Linked DNA regions of Mus musculus: region 1 is linked to region 2. Evidence: chromatin contacts called from public HiChIP or PLAC-seq data. All regions are on one chromosome and are shown on one strand. The core of a region is the stretch at or near the end of the contact, and the rest is flanking DNA. Distances in the headings are between cores, read along the strand shown. Region 1 overlaps Mgat4a (mannoside acetylglucosaminyltransferase 4, isoenzyme A). Region 2 overlaps Tmem131 (transmembrane protein 131).

Evidence for each region. HiChIP or PLAC-seq counts read pairs in DNA pulled down with a chosen protein or histone mark.
Region 1: a contact with region 2 is called in an H3K27ac HiChIP or PLAC-seq map of T-cell acute lymphoblastic leukemia, with 3 times the contacts expected there. The contact joins two enhancer-like sites. A contact is called at or near these places in 2 of 115 datasets of contacts at active chromatin or transcription factors (T-cell acute lymphoblastic leukemia and embryonic stem cells).

Annotation. Positions count from the first base shown.
Region 1 is chr1:37,506,193-37,512,383 of GRCm38.p6, reverse strand. The region is part of intron 2 of Mgat4a (mannoside acetylglucosaminyltransferase 4, isoenzyme A); the gene reads left to right. Among named protein-coding and RNA genes, the nearest start is that of Gm39627, 5.7 kb to the right of the region's middle. Within about 2 kb of position 1,978, at least 18 of the 459 cell types and tissues checked have an H3K27ac peak or open chromatin away from gene starts, as enhancers often do. A contact at or near this core is called in T-cell acute lymphoblastic leukemia, where this site is marked.
Region 2 is chr1:36,829,843-36,835,652 of GRCm38.p6, reverse strand. It overlaps Tmem131 (transmembrane protein 131), which reads left to right. Exons shown (of 41, transcript NM_018872.2): 9 at 741-891; 10 at 981-1,037; 11 at 2,096-2,157. Among named protein-coding and RNA genes, the nearest start is that of Zap70, 71 kb to the right of the region's middle. Within about 2 kb of position 4,457, at least 82 of the 459 cell types and tissues checked have an H3K27ac peak or open chromatin away from gene starts, as enhancers often do. A contact at or near this core is called in T-cell acute lymphoblastic leukemia, where this site is marked.

The DNA of each region.
Region 1 (6,191 bases), core at 729-3,228, 680 kb before region 2:
TGCTCCAGGTTGTCTGGAATCTATGCTGCGTGTATTCTTAACTCTGAAAGGAAATTATTCATGGGTGACATATTAGAGGAGACTAAATTGAGAACATTGGGTTATTACAGAACATTAGCTAACTGGCTTTTTGGTGCTACTTCAGAAAGACTGCCAAGTAGATCTTGGAGATAGGAGCAGTTGTCCAGCTGTAGACCCAGTGGACGGTGACTGTCTGGATAAAGGCATCTCATCTCCGACAGCACAGAGACAGGAGGAGGACTGGCTGCTTAGTGGGATGCAAATGCCTGGGGGTTTTAAAGGCCAGCGAGAGGAATCTGCGGCAGCATTTGCAACCTTTGGCTTTCATTTTTCTGTACTAGTGGGTCTCAAAATGTAATCTAGAAGAAAACAAGACCTCTAGCCTGTTCGGGAGGCTTACAAGTATGAGACGATTTCATAGTAGTAAGCGAGGGGCCTGCTCCAGTGTTGTAAAGGAGCAGGCGTAGTTGTGAGAGTTGTTTTCTGCTAAGCCAGACATGCATGAGATTGGATAAAGCATGATACTCTTTTTCTTGTTTGCTTTGTTCTGTGTTATTGAGAAAGGGCATCACTGCGTAGCTCAGACTACACTCAGACTCATAACCCTTCTGTGTTAGCCTTCCAGGTGTGGGGCAGGCATCACCATGCCCAGCTTTGCTGGTGTTTTCAAAGTGTCCTCCTGAATTTTATAGCATGTATTTTTGATAGATCCTAACATGAATTACTAATATGAATATTGGTATAATTCATATAAAAGCTCTTTAAGGCTCACTGATTATTTTGAGAACAAAAGTCTGAGCACTGTAGGCTGGGGTGGTGGGGTAAGCCTTAGCTACATAACCATGAGACCTTCGGTTCTGAACCCCCCCCCCCCCAGTACATATGCAAAAAGCTGCCTTTTTCCTTTTGGTAATCCTGGTGGTAGTGGAGACAGTAGGCTCACGGTGGGGGTGGGGGGGAGTTGACCAGCTAGTCTAGTCACAATGCTGAGCTTTGCCTATAAGATGAAGAGCAATAGAGAAGGCACCCAGCATTGATCTCCAGCCTCCACACAAACTCGCTTAGCACACAACAAAACCATGTGAGAACTATCTACACAAAGACCCTTGTATTAATAGTAATAATAATAATAATAATAATAATAATAATAATAAATGGTGTGTGTGTGTATGGAGGTCAGGACAACTTGGAGGAGTTGGTTCTTTCCTTCCATCATGTAGGTCTTAGGAATTGAACTCAGGTCCTCAGGCTTGGTAGCAAGCCACCTTGCCTGCCCTGTATCATCTTTAAAATGACCATCATACTAGGCACATAACTTACTTTTATTGTTTACTGTAGGATAGTTGTCTCCTGTGTCATAAGTTTACTTGGTATGCAGTATTCTATTAATACAATCATAGTTTAGCTATGTAATATTTGATACATTCTCCATAAATGATTGATCAGTTTCTTTTGTTAGCACTGGGGATTGAACCTAGGGCCTCATGCATGCTAAGCTAGCACTGAACCCCTGAGCTATGTGTCTTGACCTTGATCACTTTCTCACAGTTTAAAAAGAATCGAAGAGAATCTAAGCTGATCTGCCTTTGTTGTTGACGTTTGGGGCTAAGTGGAGAAGTACTAGCAGAATTCCTAGTGTACAGAAAAGAGCTGGCATAGTTGACCCCTGGGACTTGTCATCAGAAAGGCCACCTGCATGGCTAGCCCTATGCTGGCATCTGCAAACTGGTGTGAAACTCTTAAGAGGCTGCTTGTACCTGAGTTAATTCTATGAGCCGTGTGGTTTAACTATTATCCTCCCACCCCACAACAGCCTTGGGTATTAAATCTGTGATGGACTTGCAACCCTTTGTTTATGTTGTCGGACCTCCTGCTAGAGGGCCTAGGTGTGCCCTGTACAATTCTACTGCAGTTCAGTTCTTGCAGGCTGCACCTGTTTCCTCTAGCCTCTTTCTGGATTTGCTGAGACAACCCCCTGCTGCGTGGCTGTGAAGCTCTTCAGACCTTTGTTCTCTGTCTAGCTACTTTGTATCTAAGGCACTATAACATAATGAGACCTAGCTCTTTCCCCTACTTAACTGTGAGGTTTTGTCAGCAGGTGTTCCAACCATCTTCCAAGTAGGCTTCCAAGATCCACCAGGAGGCTCAGAGGTAGACCAAGTTTCAGGAAACGAAGGAAGAAGGATGGGTTGGGTGCAATGCTGCTGCCAAAGTTCCTTCCCTAAGGTCCTAAGGTCCTCCTTCTAAGGTACCGTTCTCAGAGGTCACCTAAGGGAACCAGTGAATGCATAGGCTTCCTTACAGAACAGTGGGTCAGGGGTTATGGACAGGAGTGGAAGTGACATTAAAGCAGCCACATTGGAAAGTCTGCTTGTAGTGTAGTTATACCACACTCTCCTTATGCCTCCTTACTCTCCCAGACCCTGTGAAATTAGGGCAGAATTATGTACTACTGCAAGGGGTGACTGGATAGTCTCATGACCCTTCCTTGCTGTCCCCTCCATTGTGAGGGATGATCATCAGGCCCAGCTGGGATGATTTTGGTGGTGGTGGTGGTGGGGGGATCAGCCCCAACAAAACTGAAGATGGAGACGGTTTGGCTGGGAGGATGGCCTACAAATTTGATCATGATGCAGCAAGGGATGGTCTCAGATAACACTGGAGGTCTTTCAGAGAGATCGGCAGGAGCCTTTTAAGGGTTTGTAGCTGCATCTTTGTAGAGGAGAAAGTTGGCAGGGCATCAAGGTCAGCCAGTGGATTCCAGAGTACATGGGGACTGAAGGGTTGGAGTGAGGGAGGCAAATGGACGAGGGGTGCTAGGTGAATGGAAAAAAAAAATAAAAGGAGAATGCGATTACTCCTGAGTATGGTGGAGGAGAAGGCTCATTGTATATACGAGGGAGAAGACAGCCAGAGGCATCTGGAAGAGTCCAGGGTGGACATGACCAGCAGACCGAGCTATGCCATGTGAAGGGGCAGGGGAGGGGAGGAAGAGGAGAAGACAAAGAGGCCAAGAGATAGAAAGGGCCAGAGTAGCCAAAATGGCTGGATTATATAGGGAAGAGCCACTGGGGGAAGGGCAAACCAGCTCTGTCCCTGGTGGCAGAAGATTAGAGAAGGGGATGGGGTGTGCCAGTTACAATACAAGGGTAGAGACTGTGAGGGATGCAGGGAGAAGCTGAGGCCAGAGTCTGCTCAGATATGGTAATAAGTACCTTAGCATTTGTCCTGGGTTTGAGACCTCACACTAAGCACTGCTATACCACTGTAGTGCCAGCCTCGGATATACGAGACCCAAGGAGTTTCTGAGAGCTGTACCCAGGCTCCTTATTCCCAGGTAGGGATGGGTGGGTGGGAATCTGGGAACCTGACATGGCCTTTGATTCTCAGCAGGGAGACAGACCTGTGTAGGCAGGGAGGTAGGCACTACTCCAGATGGCCTCTGTGGACACTCCTGACCAGAAGAAGTTATCCTTCCATGTGGTCTCCGCTGACCCCCTCATTGGGGAGATCTACTGCTGGAGTAGGGTAAAAGCCTTCAACGCTGAGTTGTATGAAGTATATCCTGCATGTTCATGTGACCAGGACCTTGTGTCACAGTGGAACTTTAGATTTGGCTGTAATTGATGGGATAGGAAGAATGGGACTCGGATTCTGCTTGAGGTGTGTGTGGCTAGAGTAGAATAGTACTCATCTGAGCTTCCTGTGTGGCATGTAGCCTTATACATAGCCCTTGACTGTAGTGAGCCCGACATCTCCCTCCCCAGTGCCCCTGCCCCTCCTCCTCCCTCTCCCCTACCCCCCTCCGTTCATGGATGTTGCACCAGCAGAGGCCAGAAGAGGGTATCAGGTCCTTTGGGCCTTGAAGTTCAGCTTCTTGTTTCTTCAAAGCCAGCTTAGGGTAGAGATGGAGGGGGTCTTTATAGAGAGGATATTTGCTAGCAAGACAGTCTTAAATAGTCCATCATCCCAGAGGTGAGACCCATCTATCTGCTTTATCATGTATTCTGTTCATGAGAACAAAGCTTTTTCCTTCTCACACTCAAGAATGGAGTTCTAGGTGATTGTTAGCCATCTGACACGGGTGCTGAGAACCGAACTCTGGTCCTCTATAAGAGCAGCAAGTGTTCCTAACTGCCGAGCATCTCTCCAGCCCTGTGGACTTTTTTTGGTTGCTTTTTTTGTGCACCTGTTGGTACCTTTTCTAGTCCCCATATAGAACAGATGAGGTAAAGAGACATTCAGAGACATCAATCTGTTGTTGCCTGGGTTCCAAGGACTTCACCCTTTTGTGCCTTCTGCTTGCTAGAGAATTATTGTTTATAACACTTGGCCTTTAATGGTACATAGCAAGAACAGAAAGTGTGTCTTTTATAGATTTCTTGATCTCATAAAAATCCTTCAACTGGAAATTAACATTCTAAAACTGTCTTTATGGACAACTTCATAGTAAACGTCAATAGTTGTTTTTTAGTAGCATATATAAATTTATATGCTTTACAAATTGCCACAGTTCTTGTGGCTAACAATGGCATTCACTGTATAATCTCAGTGTCTGTAGACCAGGATACTCTCCAGGGTGTGTGGGGGGGGGGGAGGGGGTGTCTCAGAAATCTGAACTGAAGGTGCCATCTGCCTGCACCACCATCTTGAGACTTGCCTGGGGAAGAGTTTGTGTCCAGAATCTTTGAGGTTGTTGGCTGAATTCATTCTTCATGGTTGTAGGCATGAAGCCAAGTCTCCTGTTAGCTCTTGGCTGGAGGTAGCTCTGAGTTCTTGCTCACATGGGCCTTGAAGTTCAGCTTCTTGTTTCTTCAAAGCCAGCTTAGGGTGGAGATGGAGGGGGTCTTTATAGAGAGGACATTTGCTAGCAAGACAGTCTTAAATAGTCCATCATCCCAGAGGTGAGACCCATCTATCTGCTTTATCATGTATTCTGTTCATGAGAACAAAGCTTTATCCTTCTCACACTCAAGGTGAATGGCTGGGGCTGAGCTGGGCACCCCAGGATCACCAAGTCATCTTAGAGCCTGTTGCATTATAGAGTCTGGTGAACTCAAACAGTAATTCTCAGACTGAATTTTATCCTTTAAAAATATTTTGTTTCTTATTTATTCTTTGTGAATTTCACAGTATGTACCCCAATCCCAAATCATTTGCCGTTCCCTCGTACCTACCCTCTGTAAAAGTAACTTTTATTCTCCTGTTGAAATTATTGTCTGGGAGGCTTACTGCCTCTGTCTGCTAACCTAGGCCTGGTCCTAGAAGCTTCTAGCCTCCATACAATCTAGGCCTAGAATGTTTTCAGCCTCTGTGGCTTGCTGCTGAATAAGCTGCCCTTTCTAGTCCTTTCTGAGCTCTGGCTGGCTGATTCAACTCAACTTGTCTGGCTCAAACTCCTTTGCAAGCTGACTGATTCAGTCTGGCTTCTCTCTCAGCCTCTGACTTTTTGCTCTGCTTGGCCTCAAACTAATTCTGGCAATCTGTTCTAATCTTTTGGCGTCTTCTCATTTTCTGGCTCATTCTAATTTCACCTGTGTCTAGCTTGTTCTCTCTTAAACCTATCTCTGTAAAACTCTCATGCTGAAACCACCTGCATCTTCCTTTGCCTTTTCACAAAAGTTGGGCATATCCTATTCTGTCAAATCTTTCTCTGATTCGTCACTTTGTTAGCCACTCAATCAGATATCACTTCCAAACATGACTGCTTCCTTCTATAAACTAACTTTACCTTCATTGTTTGGGATTAAAGGTGTGTACTAAGTACATGTCTCTATTCCAGCCGGAAGGCTGAGCCACACCACAACTAGAAACAGGCATTTTCAGTAAATAGATGGGAATTACAGATAATTGTAGGCTGTTAGGTGGGTGCTGGGAAGATCTCTGTGCTCTCAACCACTGAGCCATCTCTTCAGCTCCACACTGTCTGTCTCTGTCTCTCTCTCTTTGTAAAGAAGCTAAGTCTACTAAAATAAGTACCCTCCTAAGTTATACAACTCTCCCCCCTTCTAATTTCACTATGATAATGGAATTTAGGTCTTTAAATGAAATTACGAAAAAGATACTGCCTCTTCTCCTAGGAAGATGAGCAAATCTGTTCGGATTAAGAATGTACTTCTAAGGAAATTAGTCTTGTAGCGCCATACAATGCACTCGGTTTCCTTTTTCGT
Region 2 (5,810 bases), core at 3,208-5,707:
TGCCACCCTACCCACTTCACTGTACATCAGAGAGTCCCAGGGACTGAGACCACTTCCTAGAGTTGGAAAACAATCTGGGTTTTCCCCAGAAGGCTTCCACTTGCCTGTTTTCTATCTACTTTGAGACGACAGAGTTATCTAGTAGAGTGTGTGTGTGGGTGTTTGCATTTAGAAGTCTGAAAGTTTATGGGGGGGGGGGGGTGCGCGCACGCATGCAAAAACATTTACTTGAATGCACTACGAAAAGTGTTAGGTTTTAAATGAGAGAAATAAGAGTCCAAAGCCAACCTGGCTATCATCTGGAGAACACTATGCACTTCTGGAAAATCCTGCCCTCTGATAGGGACATTTCTATTGGATAATTTCAGGACTAAATACACAACTGACATGTTACTAAAACAAAACAACCAACTGATTTTCTAGACCAGTTAGGCTTTTAAGAGGTTTTTTGCAGCTTATGGTTGTTTTCAGACCGTTGGCTTGATTTACTTGTCTTGACACAGCATCCATCACCCATTCTAAAAAAGCTCATTTGTTTTTGTGTTGAAACGTTCTCTGAGCTTAGAGGTTTTATGTGCTGCAGTCATCAAAGCATATGTTTAATTGGTGATGTACTATTTTTTTTCTTGATAGGTGTATAAAATAGCAGTGCACCTTCACTCTGTGTCATCTAATTGAATAAACAAGGTATTTGTACAGCATTGCAGGCACTTGCTACATTATAGTCTGTTTACTCACAGGAAATCCCTCCTTATGAAACCAAGGGAGTGATGAGAGCCAGCTTTTCCTCCAGAGAAGCAGACAATCACACAGCCTTCATCCGGATAAAGACGAATGCATCAGACAGCACCGAGTTCATCATTCTCCCGGTTGAGGTTGAAGTTACAACAGGTCAGTGAGAGCTGACTGAGTGCAGGTTTGTTCAGCACGCCCTGCCCTGGCTGAGAGAGTGATCATTGTGCACTGTTCTTTTCTCCCAGCTCCTGGAATCTATTCCTCAACTGAAATGTTAGATTTTGGAACACTTAGAACACAAGGTAAAGTAGCAAAAGCCTTTCTGGGTCTGACTTAGTTACTTTTTTGTTGCTGTGAAGAGACACCATGGCCAAGGCAACTTATAAAAGAAAGCATTTAATTTGGGGGCAGGGGGAGTTGCTTAGAATTCTAACGGTTAATCCATGACCATCGTCATGGGAGCATGGCAGCAGGCAGACAGGCATGGTGCTTGAGGAGTAGCCAGGAGCACACGTGTTACCTGCTAGTTGGAGGCCAGGAGAGCCCACCCTGACAACATGGCCACACCTCCTAATCCTTCAGAATAGCTCTACCTCTGGGGACATTCAAATGTCTGAGCCTGTGGGGGCCATTCTCATTCAGACCAGCATGAGCCGTAAAGTAATCCACTTGGGATTCAGTTCTGATGGCTCTGCTTGTAATTCAACTTGAAAGCCATTTCTCAGTGGGTCCTGTGATTTTTGTAGAAAGTGTTTTTTCGAAACCTCCTCCCCGGTGAGAAAATAGGGTGAGGTAACTTGAATCTTCAGGTAGAAAACGGAGTCAGAAAATAGTTTCTTTTTTTAAAAGATTTATTATTATAAATAAGTATGTATTTGAGTACACTGTAGCTGTCTTCAGATGCGCCAGAAGAGGGCATCAGATCTCATTATGGGTGGTTGTGAGCCACCATGTGGTTGCTGGGATTTGAACTCAGGACCTTTGGAAGAGCAGTCAGTGCTCTTACCCATTGAGCCATCTCATCAGCCCCCAGAAAATAGTTTCTTAATCTAGTTCCTCACACATTCAATGTAATAAATATTTTTATTTATCTTAGTGATCAAAGAAAGAATTCTAATTTTAAAATTATAAACAACCAAGCTAAGATGATGATGATGATGATTAAGGAAAAAGTACAAAATTTGAGATTGATTTTGTAATTTGTAATTAAGACTTACTTGTCCAGGATTAAAGGCCATATTTTTGAAATTTAATTTGCTTTTACTATACTAATTTTGCATTGTATTTGATGAGGTAAAGATTCTAATTTGCTGTGAAGCACACCTTTTAAAGAAACACTTCTTTTCTTCCATTTCAACAGATCTACCAAAGGTTTTAAATCTTCATTTACTAAATTCAGGAACAAAGGATGTACCAATAACAGTAAGTTTTTGAGTGTCGGCGCACACACACACACACACATACTCACACTGTGTGTGCATACACGTGCACATGCGTTTGTGTGATTTAACAGCAGGGTTAAGTCCTTGCTCTGTATTGTGGTGACCTGTAGACTCTTGGTTGTATGTAGGATATGAGAATCCTGGTCTTCATTCATCTACTCGTTCATTTAATAACTGTCAGCATCAGCTGTGCACTAGACTGCATCCTGAAGGTGGAGCTGTGGCTCAGACTGCCCAAGTCCCCCTTACCGTTGAGCTCACTTTGAACCCAGACTTCTTTGGGTCCATCTAAGTGTGGTAAGGAAAGGATCAGCCGACTTACACATTGTAGACAAACGCTGTGCCTACTTTGGCACAAGCGTAAAAGATGAGAGAGACCAGCCAGTGCTGTCATGGTGCTCAGTCGGGGAGGTCACATGGGCGTAGATCTCTCTCTTACATTCACTGAAAACTGAGTTTTCTGAGAACCAAGCTTTGCTTTGTCGTGCTTTCTGTTTATTTCAGCATTTCTTTCACATAGTATAACAAGATTAGAGCCTGGTGTGTCTTTAGAGAAGTCATTTTCCTCCAGTTAGGCTGTGCTGAATGTTAATGTGTATTTTATTCATTTCTCTTCCAAGATCTATTCTCTCTTTAAACACTGTGGTCCTTCCCAGTGTGTGATAGCAATTCAGGGAGCTCCAGATGTGATCCCCTGACCATGCACAGAAGGCCCACATTCAGGCCCTCCTGTCTGTCATGTAACTGAGAAAACAGCCTTCCTGATATCATGACACCCATGTGCCTCAGATATCTTCAAAGGGAGGCTTGCATGAGCTTCCTTGGTAGTTGATGAGTGGGAGCCATTTGTATCAGCTTGACATTTGCTCTAGTGAATGTATACACAAAATATCCAGTTGCTATGTACTAGCCGGTTTCCCCTCGCTTGTTGGCATGCTCTGACTGCTCAATATGTCTTGGAATCTTTTTTTTAAAAAAAGACAAAAAACCAAGGTCTCACACGTGGCTCTGAACTCACAGAGATCTACCTCAGCTTCCTAGGTACTGGGATTATAGGCATGCACACCACACCTGACATAATTACTGAGTGCTAGTTTGACCTGAATATCATGAGAAAAGACTAAACATGTATTAAGAATAGATGCAAGCATCAGATCCCATTACAGATGTTTTGATCCTCCAGGTGGTTGCTGGGAATTGAACTCAGAACCTCTGGAAGATCATCAGTCAGTGCTCTTAACCACTGAGCCATCTCTCCAGCCCTGCTTTCCCATTTCTTAAGTCATCTTTGAATTAGCAGTAGTTAGTAACTAGTACTAAAGTGGCTAGTATAAATAAGTTCATTACAAGGCAATGATTTTGAATAATTTTTTCATCTTAAGTTACCTGAATGAACTTTAAGTATTTTATTGTGATTTTTGTTTGTTATTTATTTATTTGTTATTTCCTTAGACAAATGAGTTTTACCTGATGATTCAGGTTTATTTTTAAGAGTGCACAGTTCAGACTCCTTGTGTAAAGTGGCTCACCAACTTTACATTTGTTCACTATTAGTGCAGTATGTTTTGCAGTGATAACTCTGAATGTAAATTCTCTCTCTCATTTGGCAATGCTTAAAGTATTGCATTTGAAGTGAAAGAATCATTTTTTTTCAACATGTATTTTAAGATCTTCCTGCTTATAACAACTGTATCTCAGCAAAAAAACATGACTTGTTCTTTCTGGTACGGTTTTGCAAGGCTGCTACCACAGAGAGCATGCTACGGTGTGGCCCCTCAGGAACCGCTGCAGCAAGGGAGCATGTCTGGACATGGCCGTGCTTCCATTGTTGCTGTCTCACAAGGTAGACAGTGAAGGAAAGCCCTCTGAGGCCTCAGCTCACAAGGCCAGCTCTCTAGCTCCGCAGACAGATCATACCCTAGAGAAATTCTCACAGGTGGGGAAGTGAGCCTGAGTGTGGCCACGAGCAGCTGGGGCTCCAGCTGCACTCCTGCTGCCTGCCTGCCTGCCACGTGTGCTCCGTGGCTTCCCTTGCTCGGGTGGTAAAATCGTGCAATAAAAGCAAAAGAAACTTCCTTCCATTTGCAGCTTAGCTCACAGTTCTAGCTGTTCTTTGTTTACTCTCAAAATGCTTACATATGCTTGAGGGGATGGAGAGGTCTGTGTTTTAGACGGTTGCTACTAACAGTAAGCTTATTGATAAGTAAGGAATTGCTGTGAGCAGATCTTCTGGTTCCCAGCCCAGTCTTCAGCGCACAGTGAAGCAGATGAGAAGCTCATGCTGGGAGAGCAGAGGTGCAAGGATTCCAGCAGTGCTTCTGCGGGAGGGAGGGAGCAGTCCTTAGGGTGCCCCAGCCTGTGAGGTCTTGCTAGCCCCCAGGGCTAATGGCAGTGCGTGGGAGAGTGAGCTGCCCTGGCAGGCCCTGGAGTTACTCTAATCTTCTTAAGTCCCTGCCATAGCAAGCACCAGGCTGCAGGCCAGTGTCCTTTTTCATATTCTTCTCACTTCTGTTGTGGCTTCAAGGGACTCACATTTGATGCTCAGACTGGGAAGAGTTCTCCTTTATAAGGATCAGCCTCGACTGGGGAGGAATCTAGTGCCCTGCCGGCCGTGAAGCAGGCATGAGCTTCACAGGTGGAGGATTGTCCTGGGGGGAGGGGGGGGGATAAGTGGGCTTTGATGTCAAGTTCACACAGCCCCAATGATTTGATACTTAGAATTAAGGTTACTGTGCAATTTGTATACCAGGATGTCAGACAAGTGGCCCTGTACCGAGTCAGGAGCCTGGCTTCAGTCCTCTCGGTACCCGACTGTTGAAACATTGCGTTATACTCTGAGGCTTTCTTTCTTTTTTTTTTTTTTAGATTTGCTTATTTATTTATTTATTTATTTATTTATTTATTTATTTATTTATTATATGTAAGTACCCTGTAGCTGTCCTCAGACACTCCAGAAGAGGGAGTCAGATCTCGTTATGGATGGTTGTGAGCCACCATGTGGTTGCTGGGATTTGAACTCCTGACCTTCGGAAGAACAGTCGGGTGCTCTTACCCACTGAGCCATCTCACCAGCCCGAGGCTCTCTTTATTAGAACAGTGCGGATAGAATTGATATCTTTGAATTCTTTCAGTTAAAATGATTTGTATCATTGAGGATAATTTAAAAAAATAAACCTTATAAAGTGTTCAATTTAAATATATACTAAAAATACACCATTTAGTGGGGTGTTTGTTTATTTGTTTGTTTGTCTTAACTTTAAGTTTGTGTAGATAGACCTGATTTCCTAAGTTGTAAGCATCCGAGCCTCACTTCCAAGTTCAGTGCCTCTGTAGTGAGCCTCAGTCCCTAGTGCTCACTAGAGTGCAGCCTTACCCTTTGACAGTGGACCGTGCTTACCCTGCCAAGCTGGGGAGAAACACTGCAGAGGCCACATGGGGTCACAGTGCCCTGAGGTGTGCTCACTCTTCCTACTAGGACACAGTTTCAGGGCACCTTTGTGTGTGGCTTTCTTCAAGATGGATGAGTCTTGAGATATCTTCTTGTCCTCTTATCTTAGAAAGTAGGCTTTCATGTAGAGAAGGAGACCTTTAGGTTTCCCATGTGTGAGTTCGTCCTGAGGTGTCATACTTAGT